Regions from separate parts of the Hordeum vulgare genome. Here region 1 is linked to region 2. The links are chromatin contacts, called in public Hi-C maps. All regions are on one chromosome and are shown on one strand. The core of a region is the stretch at or near the end of the contact, and the rest is flanking DNA. Distances in the headings are between cores, read along the strand shown.

What was found. Hi-C and Micro-C count contacts between places; a contact is called where the count stands out from the background.
Region 1: a Hi-C map of leaf shows a contact between it and region 2, with 5 times the contacts expected there. The contact joins the promoter of LOC123444122 here to the enhancer-like site in region 2. A contact is called at or near these places in 3 of 6 Hi-C or Micro-C datasets (leaf and seedling).

Annotation. Positions count from the first base shown.
Region 1 is chr3H:434,846,876-434,854,172 of MorexV3_pseudomolecules_assembly, reverse strand. LOC123444122 (glutamate synthase 1 [NADH], chloroplastic) reads left to right here and starts at 5,647. Exons shown (of 23, transcript XM_045120737.1): 1 at 5,647-5,889; 2 at 6,472-6,835; 3 at 6,927-7,046; 4 at 7,128-7,241. The coding sequence starts at 6,500.
Region 2 is chr3H:434,459,672-434,466,087 of MorexV3_pseudomolecules_assembly, reverse strand. It overlaps the pseudogene LOC123444121. Among protein-coding and RNA genes, the nearest start is that of LOC123444120, 77 kb to the right of the region's middle. Within about 2 kb of position 4,272, at least 1 of the 3 cell types and tissues checked has open chromatin away from gene starts, as enhancers often do. A contact at or near this core is called in leaf, where this site is marked.

The DNA.
Region 1 (7,297 bases), core at 4,398-6,897, 390 kb before region 2:
GATTTTTGTATTTGATACAAGTGCACAAAATAGGATCGTTGTTCTCCCAAAATTAATAAAAACACACAACGAGTCTAAGAATATAGACGAGACAATAAGCATACCACTTGCACAAAACAAATGGTTGAGCAACATGTAAAAGAAGTAACTTAAGAATAGGCTCAACCAAAATAATGTGTGTGAGTCATGGCAAAACACTTGAGAAGACTAAGATAAGGATGAGCATTACTCATCAACATAGTCTTGATGAACTGAGAAAGAAAGTGCAAGACATATCATTCCCACACACACATACTAGAAAATGGGTTCACAAGCTTACTAATAAACAAAATAAGAACCAACGCTTGTCACAACCCATGGTGAAGATAGGAAATAAGAACCTTGGCAAGAGGAGGGATATCAATCGAAATGGCAAAACCCTCATCAAGACAAGCATGAGGAAAAATAATCTTCACGGCCAAAGAGTGCATCAATATGTAGGAAAATAAGATACGCACTCAAGACAAATCCTTTCACGAATCCACCAAAACTGAAAAAGGAAATGCAACGGTGGACGTGAAAGAAAAGAGGATATCAATTAGAGATGTAACGTCTCTCATGTGTAAAAGATTCTAAGTAGAAGACAATCATGATGATATATATCCACAAAGAAAGATGTACACACGAAATGGTTACAAGAAGGAACAAACAAGATATCCAAAACTAAGGCGACTAAGGTGGGACAAAACACCAGGCTAGAAAGGTCGAGCCTTCCACCTTTTACCAAGTATATAGGTGCATTAAATTAATTAGCAATTATATGGTGATATAACAAGGAAGCCATGTTATCACATGGAAGCAATGGCACCTGCAACTAGCAATGCTAACACATGGTTAAGCAAGCGGTAACATAGCCAATCAGTGGTTTGCTAGGTTGTAGAAAGGTTGAAGGTTCCATGGCAATGTTGAGAGGCTGACATTTAACAGGTGGTAGGTAGCGAGACATAACGAAAGAAACAAGACAACTAGCATGGAATCGATAGTAATGGTATCTAGGGAAACAATCATCTTGCCTCTGATGCCGCTTGGAACAAGAACGACTCCGTGAAGCAAAAGAACCGGCGTAGTCGAACGGATCCTCACATTCGGACACGCTTGTAGAACTCTATCGATACGAAGCAAACCGGAAACAAGAATCAACACATGGTATTCACGATGGCACATGCATGATATGATGCACAACCTAATATGATGCATGTCCATTTCAATTATGCAAGGCATGGCATGGCAATTCACAACAATCAAACACTACACATTAAGTGAAGCTCAATATGCAACGAGTTGCATATTGACGAAACTCCACATACGAATTATTCACTGCACTCCCGTTTAGGTACACGACAATATTAAAATGTTGTTAACTTGGCAAGAGGTGAAGCATGTGATCCTACACGACATCCTAGTCGGTTACATATATAGCTCATTGAACAGTGCTACGACTAAAGGATATGTACAACATAGGATATTATCCCATGAATGCAACATGCATGCAATTTTATGAAAACACTGGCAAGAAGGACATGAAGCACGTGTCGCCATGGTGAACGAAAGGGAACCATGGCGGCAAAACTGAAATGATGCCATGACAACATCTCGGTTCCGACAACTCGATGAGATACCGGTGCCAACGAATTGTGAACATGTGTGTGTGTCATGCAAAAAAATGATGGGGTGATCCCGGTTACCGGGTTCCCATGTGTTGGTGCACTACAAAAGTGGGACAATGTGCAACTAGCATGGCATCTGCGAAACAGACAACACCGACTTCCATACAACAATGCATTCGGTCCACGGGCACCGTCTCAACGGTTAAACCTTCAAAGCATGCAATTCGAAGCGGATGGAGTTATTGCGGACGTAGTGGAAGTAGTCGTTCACGGGTCTTGGCAACGGTAGTGGTACACGCTCCATAGATGTTCGGGGTCGTCGAGGATGTCGTGGAAGTAGATGTACATGACGACGATATTGGTTTCAGCGACGAGCGTCGCGGTACTTGGCGCTTGCATGGGTCATTCGTACAAAACCCACGATGTGGAGAGGAGGCAAACAACTCGAAATCTCCATATATGCGGTTGACCAAGGTGCTCGTGTTACAGGGAGGTTGTGACCACAACCACTCATATCCGATGGCAGCAGCGCAAGACGACGGGCTGTAGCTTCGAGCTTTGGTAGGGGCGCGGGATCTGCGGGTCGAGGCGGGGAAGAGCTGGGACGCTTGAGCGCTCGAGCAGGCCCACGCACGCGGGCACGCAGTCAACGACCACGACACGACCTGCTCGTTTGTCCCCAGACCAAAGCAAGGCCGATAGCGCAGGGGCGGCTGCGACCTGGCATGGTTGAAGCGGGCAAGGGGCGGCTGGATCGGGCCTCGTGGCGGCTACATGCACCCGCAGGTCTTCGGCGATGCACAAAGGCGGGGTTGGGGCGACGAAAGGGACGAGCTGGGCAGGCAACGACGTATGGCGCGGGGCGAGTGGACCTGGCGCGTTGGGGTCGAGCGGGAGGTCGGAGCAGAGGCGGGCGACGAGCTCGGGGCTCCGGCCGATGGTAGGGCGGGCGAGGCGGTGCTAGTCGTGGCTGCTGGCGGCGGGGCACGGCGAGGAGGCGCGCTCAACGCTCGGGAGTGGTGAGGTTCTCGGGAGAAGCGCACGGGTGGAGCTTAAGGGCTCGCGGGGCAGGTACCTGGGCGCGGCAGCTGGCTTTCGGCAGCGGGCTCAAAGCCATGTCGGGGTCGAGGGTCACTGCTCCTCCCTCTACGTGGGTGTGTTGTGAGGCGAGGTGAGGGACGCGACGGGAATGAGAGGAGTGACGAGATCAGGGAGAGGCTAGGGTTTCGGTGGTGGGGTGGTTGGGCCTTGGGCCAGCTTTGCAACACGCTCGGCTTCCCTCTCACAAATCCCTCTCTCTACTCTAACTATCTCTAGAAATTAGCAAAGAAAGAAAAGAAAGGAAAGCGAGGGTAATTTGAGCATGGGGTTTAAAATGTAATTGTGTTCATGGGTGATTCCAAAACAAATATGGAATAATTTTTATAGTAGCTCCCTAAAACATTGGGAGGATATGTTATCAAGAGAATCATCATGTGAATCCCTCAATTTAAATAGATCTAAAGATCCATGCAATTTATTTATATGAGATGCAAAAAAACTTAATGGCATGATGGCAATGATGACATGATGAATGCAACAAACCAATAATTAACACGGCGACAACGAAATAAAAGGGGAATCTTCTCGAGCGTCGGTCTCGGGCTGTTACACTAAATTAGTTATCCCATAACTAGTTTAGAAGTTTCAATGAATATGAGAGGTAGCTTATCGAAAAAACTAGGAAGATGGCGACTTATTTTTTAAGCCATGAGAGCAACTCCAATGGGGCGACCGATTTCGTCCGTAGCTGTTCGTTTGGGTTCGCGCGGACGAAGGTGATGGCCCAATGCACAGATTCATTGCCAAAATGCGTCCGCTTTGCGTCCGCGTCGACCCATTTCCTGCCCAAATTCAGGGCTGAAATGCGTCGGTGCGGACGCGCGTGTGCCCTCTCGATGGCCGCCCCAACTACCCGCGGTCAACATAATTAATGACGGTCGCCCTCCACGGGCTCACACGTCAGCGATCGCGGTCAGCCTTTTTTAATCCGAGCGTGCGGTGGGGTTCGGCCTCATCTGTTTCCAGACCCCCGTCCCCATCTCGCCACCTCTCTGCTCCCTCGTGGGCGACCAAATCCTAGCCAGCACCCATGGTCGGCTTCTCCGCCCAAAATAGGGGCAAGCCCCCCGCCGTCCATCCCCCCGCGCTCCCCCTGTCGGCGTCTTGCCGCCGGCCTCGCCATCGTATCAGCGTCCTGGTGCACCAAGCACAGTGGCACTGGGAGCACCGCATCCCGCCCGCCATACCCAGACGTGACCCTTCCCCACGACAGGCATCTGGATTCGAAGAGGATCCCGATGTTGGCTGTACCGCGGTCGGCATGGGCGCACGCGGAGGAGGTGAGTCGCCGGCAACGGCAGCTGACGCCGGAGCAGCGACTCAACCCCATTTACGCGACCGACTCTCCCGACTAGGAGGTATGGTTCGCGCTCGAGCACGAGGAGCAGCACCGACGCGGCGTGTGCGACGTGCAGCCAGGCCCTGCGCCGCCCCCGTTCGTCATTCGCACGAGGACCAGGAGGCGAAGGCCGCCTACCAGACGGTGCTGGCAGCCGTTCTCCGCGAGAGTGAGGAAGAAGAGCGGTGTAAGGACGAGGAGGATGATGCGGCGTATGAGGCGCAGCTCGCGGAGGCCATCACGCTATCCGCCGCAGGCGACTGCGTCGTGCCCCTTCCGTCGAAGACTGAGTTGCAGCCGGAGGTCTACCAGTAGACCGGCTGCCTCCGCGAGCGGGTGAGCGCGCCGTCCATCTGGTTGGCGCGACAACGCAGCAGGAGGCTGCCTACCTCCAGCATTGGACTCTCGCCGACCTTCGTGACCGGCTTTAAAATTTAATTTTACTTTCAAAAATGTTTGCACATTTTTTTTTCACGCATCGTCAAAATGGATCGGGCCAGCGTCGACGCGTGCGTCGACTCAAACGCAAAAGCGAGTGTTCTTATCCGCCGAACCGATTCAAACGGACAAAAAACGGACAAATAAACCGTTCCGTCGGAGTTGCTCTCGAAAAAACCGGCCTTAGAAAAAAAATGATGTGCACGTATAGCATTGCAGGGAATCCACGGTGTCAATGGACACGTGCAGAAGAAGCTTTCCCCAGAAAGCGCCTACCTCGGCCGACACGTGGGCCCACTCTGCTTCGCAAGGCCGCCCCTCGACGAGGTAGGCGTGGTGGCATCGGACCAATCAAATCGAGACGACCGGCAGCGTCATAAAAATAATAATCGAGGCAACCGGATCTGGATTTTGCTTCTACGGTGGTGGGATTGGAAATTCAAACCCAAAATCCACGCATCAACCAGAGATTGATTTACCTACCAGATAAAGGCAGTAGATAAATACAAGAAGGAAACCAGGTAGTACGCACTACTAACCGCCAAAGCGGCTGTGGCTCTCCGCGTGAGCGGCTGCAGCGGCCGCGGCCCGGGCCGTCCGATCAGAGGCCGGACGTGGCCCCCACGCGCCACGGGCGGCTCCCGCTCGCCCGCCCGTCGTGGGTCGCGGTCGCGGCTGATCTGGCCGGCGGGCCTCGCTTGGACTGGAGCAGCGCCAACGGGGACTAGGAAACACGAACCAACTCCAACCCCTTTCCGGTTTTATTTAAAAAAATCGGTGCCTGCCCCAAAAGAGATTCTTCCTCACGGGTCCTCGGAGATCAAGGGAGTCACACGATGGGCTCACGAGAAGCTGTAGGCTACACGTGACATGGAATTCCTCTTCTCCATGGGGGCGGATACGCAAATGGGGAAGATACCGTCGGTTGGCAACGACCTGTAATATAGGAGCAAGAGAGAAAAAAAAAAAGAATTGCTAAAAGGAGATTTGGAGGAGGGAGCCACACAGGGGGCGGAAATATAGTGGGTGTGTGGGGACGAGGCGAGGGGTTGGCAGGCACGGCGAGCGAGCTCCGCCTCTATAAATGCAGGGCCAAGCATCGCCTTAAACGCCCCAATACTCCGAGGAGAGGTCAGGGAGGGATAGAGAGAGAGAGAGGCGACGGAGGCGGCGCGCTTCCAATCTGCACGCACGTACGTTCGCACGCCCTCCGCCAGCCCTTCCCCGTCGCTAGCCGCCGGTCGGCCGCCCGGCGAGGGACACGAGACCCGCGGGGTCAGGCGGCGACACTTGCGAGATCGCGCATCGGTCCCATCATCGTCCCCAGGCCTGCCCAGGCGGCTGAGAGCGCTATAAGACCGAGAGGTACCCGTCCGTCCTGCGCCCCTCCCAGCTTTTGCCAGGACGAGAATCCGTAGGTGGATAGATGGGTAGATAGATACATGGACGCATAGAGAGAGAGAGCAACTGGTTTGGCTCTGTCCGCGCGGGCGTGCGTGCGTAGTAGGTGGCCGTTTCCCCTTATTTTTATTCGATCTGCTGTTGGTGTTTCGATTCTGCGCCCCCGGGCGCGCGTGCGTGCGTGCGGTCTCTGAATCTTCCTTCCTCCCCTGTCCAGCAGGCGGCGGCGGCGCCGTGCGGGGGGGTTGGTAGATCTGTTCGTCTCTGGCCGGCCCCGTCGCTGAGGCGTTTGGTCTGGTGATTGTTTTTCCATCTCTGTTCCATCGCAGCCAGCGTGGGCAGGCTGTTTGTTTCTCCTTGCTTTTGGTCGTGACATGTGGGGAAGGGGACAACTTCGAGCTTTCTGTTGCTCTTGTTTTTAAGTATTTATATTGATTCCTTTGTTCGCCATGTATTTCTACTACTTTTTTGTGCTCGCCTGCAGTAGGAGATTGGTTTTATGCGCGCCGTCTAATGCTCGTCGCATGGTTGATTGTTGCATGACAGGTGATAGACTGAGGCGTGGGGTGCAGCCATGCCGACGGCGCAGGGGATTGGTTTGAAGCACGCGGCGCCGCCGGGCGCCGGTCGCAGGGCACGGCGCAGCCACTCGGCGGCCGCGCCGGGCCGCTCCGCGAGGCAGGCGCACGGCGCCATGTCCCTTGAGGGCGGGTTCCTCGGCGGCCCGCAGCGCACCGAGGAACGCGTTGCGCCACGCCCGCCTCGGGCCGCGGCGCGCGACGCCGAATCGATCAGGCCCTTGTCCCTGCTACCCGAGAGCAGCATTGGGCTATACGACCCGGCGTTCGAGCGCGACTCGTGCGGCGTTGGCTTCGTCGCCGAGCTGTCGGGCGTTGACAACCGGGCGACCGTGAGTTCTTTGCACCAAGGACACCGCCGCAGTTTCTCTCTTTTATATCTACCACGTTGAGATATTGATTTTGCTGTGATTTACTTTACAGGTCGTCGATGCCATTCAGATGCTCGAGAGAATGGCCCACCGTGGTGCATGCGGCTGTGAGAAAAACACTGGTGATGGTGCCGGCATTCTCGTTGCTCTACCACACAACTTCTTCCGTGAGGTGAATCAACGATAATTGCAAGCAAACTCAGTTTACCTTACAGAGTTATTCATCTTGGGTGTTGCTATGCTATTTCCTCAGGTGACAAAGGATGCCGGATTTGAGTTACCACCACCGGGTGAGTATGCTGTTGGAATGGTCTTCCTGCCAACCGATGAGAAGCGCCGCGAGAGGAGCAAAACTGAGTTTACAAAGGTTGGTGGGTTGCTGTATAGACAATTAGAGAGCGTGTGAGGCGAGTCTGCGATTAT
Region 2 (6,416 bases), core at 3,023-5,522:
CCATTCTCATTATTAAATCTGTCTCGACGTGATCTTCAAAAATAGATCCCATATTAATATGTTTCAACAACCTTTTTTGGTTCAAAAATTGTCATGATGTTTACACTAAAGTTTTCATAGTGTTTACAATAAAGTTGCCACGACATATTTCATCTAATTTTTTCTTATAGATTGAAAACTACCATTGTATTTCAACTACTTTTCACGACCAGATTTATTGATTGAACATGGCAAATTTTAGTAATTAACCATGGTAAATTTAATTCGTGGATCATGGCAATTTTTAGTAATTCATCTTGGCAAAATTGAGTTTATTCATCATGACAATTTTCATATTTTGACCATGGCAATTCTAGTACTTTGAACATGAAAAATATTTTTGTACGAACCATGTCAAATTTTAGTGCATGTATCATGGCAAATTTAAGTAATTCACCGTAACAATTTTAGTTTATAGTTCATGGAAAATTTGAGCCATTGACCATGCATTTTTTAAATAATTGACGGTATATTTCCTTTTAATTATCAATCATGTTAGAATTATTTCATGAATCATGGCAAATTTTAGTAATTCATCATGACAAGTTTAATATTTTAATTCCTTTTTATAACATGTCAACATTTACTTTAATCGTAGAAGAAAAGTAGTTGAAATATATCATGCCAACTTCAGTATAATCATGATGGTAATTTATGTACAATAGACATGACAACTTTTACCAAAAAAACATCGAAACATATTAATATGAGATCCAGTTTTAAAGATCTCGTTGGAACGGATTTAATGATGAAAAAGATTTTTCAATCAGATCTTTTTAAAGAAATAAAACATTTTAAGAACTGAAAAAGACGAAAGATTCCTACTAACATCATCAGTTTCATAATTTGTACATGCATACGATGACATGACCCAACCTGTGGTCATGGAAGGTGCGGCCGGATGTTGCTTCCACCATACGTGTGGTCCTTATCAAAGTCCAAATGAAAATGTACTTTCATGAGGTTTGGTTAATCTAGAAGTTGTGTATTTTTTTGTTTTGCTATTGTGTTGTAACATTTTTTTTTAAATACAGTACAATCTAAATCGCTCATATACACTCATCCATGAATGCACGCACACCTAATTCATGGAACCTATTCCTTCTGCTGCTAATGATACTTGGTACGCCAGACAAAGGTAGCAAACACATAGCATGTCATGTAAGCAAACACATGGCAGTCAGATGCAAAATGCAGCCTTCATCAAACTTTGCACGCAGATGAAAATCGCTTTGTCACACAAAAATTAGATCGGTGGTCGAATGCAAAGACGATTATGATCTGTGTATCAAGTTTCGGTGAAATCCCAGTGCGTAAATTTAGCTGAGTCATTTCTTGACCTACGAACAGGTCGAGCTGAGCAACAGAGATATGGAGAGAAAAGAATAACTCGCCAACACTTCCTGATATAACCCTTACTCTGGGTTTCTACCTTACTGCTGGCAGCTAATCACAAATGGAACAGATTATTACCATGAAAGGCCTAGCACGAGAGATCGCTGGATGGGAGTAGAATCATCTCCATGCTTTCATCCTTGGCAATGACATCATGGCTCGAACTAGGTTGCACGTCAAAATTCATCTCCCCGCCGCAACTCAAGTTCCGAAGCAGAGGAAGCAGAGGCTCTTCTTCACCCTTCAGGACAGTGTGTTGTTCCATCAGTCTTCTCAGTGCTTCAAGCTCCACCGCAACCTCTATCATCCTCGGCCTCTCTTCACCTTTCAACCTCAAGCATCTCAAAGCCAACTGTGCGACCGTTTTGACATGCCTCATTCCAGCTTCCTCGGCCACTTGAGAATCTACAATCTTCAGCAACTGGTTCTGATGGAACAACGTGCTAAAATGCATTGCTAGGCTTTTCACCTCGTCGATCTGGCCGTCAGGTATTGGTTTCTCCCTTGTGAGCAGCTCCATGAGTACCACGCCAAAGCTGTACACGTCACTTTTCTCGGTCAGTTGGCTTGTCTGGAAGTACTCAGGGTCCATGTATCCTAGTGTGCCCTGCACTAAGGTCGTCACATGGGTCTGATCCCGGGGTATTGGCCTTGAGGCGCCGAAATCAGACACCTTTGCGGTAAAGCTCATGTCAAGAAGTATGTTTGACGACTTGACGTCTCTGTGAACGATTGGCGTCTTTGCTGCCAAGTGCAAGTATGCAAGTGCCGATGCGGTTTCAACTGCAATCCTTAGGCGATCCTTCCATGACAATGGGATTGATGTATTGTGGAGATGATGAAACAGGGCTTCATTGGTGATAAATTCATAAACCAATAAGGGAACTTCTGCCTCAAGGCAACAGCCTAGTAGCTGAACTACGTTCTTGTGGGTCACTTGTGAAAGAATAACCAGCTCATTGACGAATTGTTCCACCTGGCTCTGATCAACTCGCTGTGACCTTTTGACCGCTACGACCATTTGATCTGATAGTGTACCTTTGTAGACAGTCCCGAATCCACCTCTACCAACAATATTGCTATCACTGAATTTGTTGGTTGCCTTGTCAAGCTCACCTGAGGTAAATATCTGCAACGGTACCTTCCGAGAAAGCAACTGCTGCTTCAACAACATGCCACCATTCTGCATAAAATATCTCTGTCTTTTCTTCACAACGTCTCTCCTTTTGACAAGCAAGTGGGTCCAGAAACCGAGAACAAGGATAAGTAGTAGCAGAGCTAGTCCCGCAACTGCAAAGGTACAATAAAACTCTGAGAATTATTAATTTGGTCAAGCATTAATCTAGCTCGACACGCCTCATGTATAATGATCACATCATCACATAACAAAACAGCGGGATAGGGCTTCAAAACTTGCCTATTGAAATCTGCAGTGCGCTAATTCCATTGCAGCCACTTCCCTCCTTTAGGCCATCACCACTCATCCCTAATGGGCACACACAGCTGAAATTGCCCTTTGCGTTGATGCAGCTATGCGTGCATAGCCTTCCAGTGGAGCACTCATCAATATCTTCGACAGTCACATGAAACCAAACAGAAATGAGAGATGGATAATTTTGCAGATAGGTAAGTTGGAAAAAAAAACTGACATAACAAGAAAACCAAGAAATATAGGCAGAGATCTGTTCACATGAAACCAAACAGAAATCAAATATTGGTAGTCTTTTAAGATTAGTAAGTTGGAAAACAAAAACTGACGTAACAAGAAAACCTGGAAATATAATCAGAGATTTGTTCATTACCTTGGCATCCACTAGGCCCCCGCAGATACGGGTTCCCCTGAAATCCCTTGGTACAATTGCAGTGATATCCAAATCCACTGGATGCGTTATAGCAGTAAGAATTTTCCTTGCAAGCATATGATGCAGAGTGTCTTGCTTCCTCACAGTTGCCACCATCCATGGACCACTCGAGAACAACAGGCCGGTACCCAGGGCTGGTCCTATTTGTGTTGTTCAGGTCAGCAGTAGAGAAAACATAGAAGTTCTGCTCCGCGATGAATGCCTCAGAACACGCTGGAGTATTGTTGTCCTTTTTGAGCCTGCCAAGCTGCCCAGTTATGCTCGTGAACTCTAAAGACAGCTTCTTTAACCCCTTGGGTACCGGTGCTTGGCAGCAAGCCACACCAGAGCAAGAACCATTGACGATGCTATTTTTTGTAGAGCAAAGAGAAGCACAGCCACCGCTATAATCACTGCTACCATTCAACAGCATGGCCACCATATCACAACCCACAGCTGTGAACTTGTTTCTTGTATCGGAGAATTGAAGCTTGTCCCCTCAAGGCTAAAGCTAGCATCGTTCCCTCTGCACTGCGGAGAACGGGAAGCGGCAGTTGCCAGGATGCTTACAGAACCATCGAGCAAGGAGATGTTGAGAATACTAAACAAGGTTTTGTTGATGGGCAGCATAGGACCAGATAAGCCACACATGATCTTGAACCCTTGAGCTGGGGAGGGGCTCTGGCCATGGACACCAAAAGGATAAGGGATAGAGATATTGGAACTTGAGCACCCGGAGGTGCTTGATTCCATAGAATGAACAACGAACGGAGAGAGGCATGTGAGGAGGAGGAGCCATGGCAGGAGAGGAAAGGGAAGCAACTCCTTCTCCATCGGTCTTTGGAAAGAAACGGTAGGCTCTAACGCCTTTTTATCAACACATCTCTCAGGAAACTGAGGGGATGATATAAACTTGCCCGTGGTTCTCTGGTGTGCACCATTTTCTCATATTAATGTAGTCTAGTTTCTGTGGTGGGAGCCTAGAAGGTGATTTATTCGAGACTGACAACCACACAATCCCGCCTCAGGCTTCAGCTAAGGTGTGGACTTGTAGTTGGGCACTTCCCCCATGGCCAGAGAAATATTTGTCCCATTAATATCCCATGTTTAATTTTCTACGTACTTTCTTTTCTTTTCCTTTTGTGAAGCCAAGTGGATGCTTCAAGCAAACACCGGGTACCAGAGGGGATGCTATAAACTGCTAGCCCTTGTCTGTACAAATATGCATTGGTGCCTAAACCAAATACTCCCTCTGTCCCAAAATAAGTGTCTCAAGCTTAGTACAACTCTGTACGAGAGCTGGCATACAGTTGAGACACTTATTTTGGGATGGAGGGAGTATGAAATATTGTCATGCAGACCATTGCTCATGGGTACAATTGATCAGTTCAGATGAAAGTATGCACATAAATGAGCGGTACTTACCTTCTCGGCAAGCAGTTTGGATTCACCGAGTTGTATCAATGTCTGAACCCAAACAATAACCAAACATCATGCTCGGTCTACCGAGATAATAATGGAGTAGTAAAAAAGATGACAGTAGATGATCAGGATAGTACGTACGTACTACTTTAGCATCCATTATTTCCTAAAGTGCCATTCAGCCAGCAAGGGCAGCCCACAAGCAGAAGCGCAGAAGAAGCATGTACTAGCAGGGTTTTTTTTTAGAAGAACAGCAAGCAGCAGATTCAGATATTGGTATCAAAAAATTATAGGGTTTTAGCCCCTTGCCTCGCCGCCATAGTGCCAGGCCCGGCGACTCCGGGCTCCGCCTCCCCGCGCAACCTCCAGCTTATCACCCGCCCATATGACCCTCCCAGTCCGGGCAGCTGGTGGTGGTGGGGGTAGGTCAGAAAGAGTCCAGGTATTATATCTCCGGGAGGGTGCGCATGCGAGCGAGGAGGTGGCTGCCGTGCTTTCCCCTGCCATTGCGGGTTGCGGCGGAGGAGGAGATGGGAGAAGCGGCAAGCTGTGAGGGTGAGGAATCCAGGTTTCCGGAGAAAGCACAGAGCCTTTCGCCGCTTCAGGGCTTCAAGCTGAAGCGGTGTGGAAAGAAACGCTGAAATTGTCACTTGCCTTGCCTGCCACTAAGTTTACATTCGTGAGACAAAATATTTACATTCGAGTTCTATGGATAAATCATTTTTATCAGCATCAGTATATAGATCCGTTTACCTCCGTTGTTTTTAAATATATATATATATATATATATATATATTTAATTTCATTAGAGAGCGCCCTTTGATGGATCCACATAGTCGACGGTGACTCTTTGAAGCCCTAGGCTTGCCTTGCTCGAGCCGGCTGCGTTTGTCAGCATGGAGAAGAGGGCGATCAAACGCAAAGCGCCCAAGGAAGCACTTATGAGTTGCTCCCCCAGGGACGTGCAATCAGGGACAAGGTGATGGATGCGGTCGTCCGTCCTCTTGGAAAGAAGGTTGTTGTTGAGCTCCGCGGTGATGCCTACATCCCCACTGTCTTAGTGTCTCGGGGTGTTGTTGTGTAGTCGACTGACCCGTGCTCGCCCTGCACGCGTCGTTGCACCGGCGTCGTGGCCTTTGCTCTTTCCCGCCTGTTTGGGAGGCTTGTATAGTAGACCTTCCGTCTTCTCTGTGTATCGTAGGGTGCCATGGCTGTGTCCCCATGGCTAGTTTCCCCCTTCGTTTCCCTCTCCCTCCTCTCGTGGAACGTGCAGGGGCTGGGTGACTTGGACAAATGTGCGCGCGTTCGGGACGGTGTCTCCTCTGCCAATCCTTGTATGGTGTGCATTCAGGAGTAGAAGTTGTCATGTCTGAATGTGTTCAAGCTTGCCTCCTTCCTCCCTGGTCGCCTCTCCTCCTTCTCTGTTAAGGATGAGGACGGCAGTTGCGGTGGGCTTGGGATCCTCGTCTTTTTGACCTGGTTTCGTCCTCCTCCTTGTAGTTCTTGTTAAATTATGATTCAAATTCTACCGTATTGGACTAGACGTAGTACAAACGGTGTGGGCCTTTGCGTTGGTACCGACGCGTACGAGTACAACTCGTTTACTTGTCCTCCAAGGACTCTCATGTATTGCCCCTCATATATACTCCATGTAGTCGCACTTAAAGACTGGCTGTCGTCTCGTGCTTGTAATACTCCCCCTCATAGTGATTGCGCCTC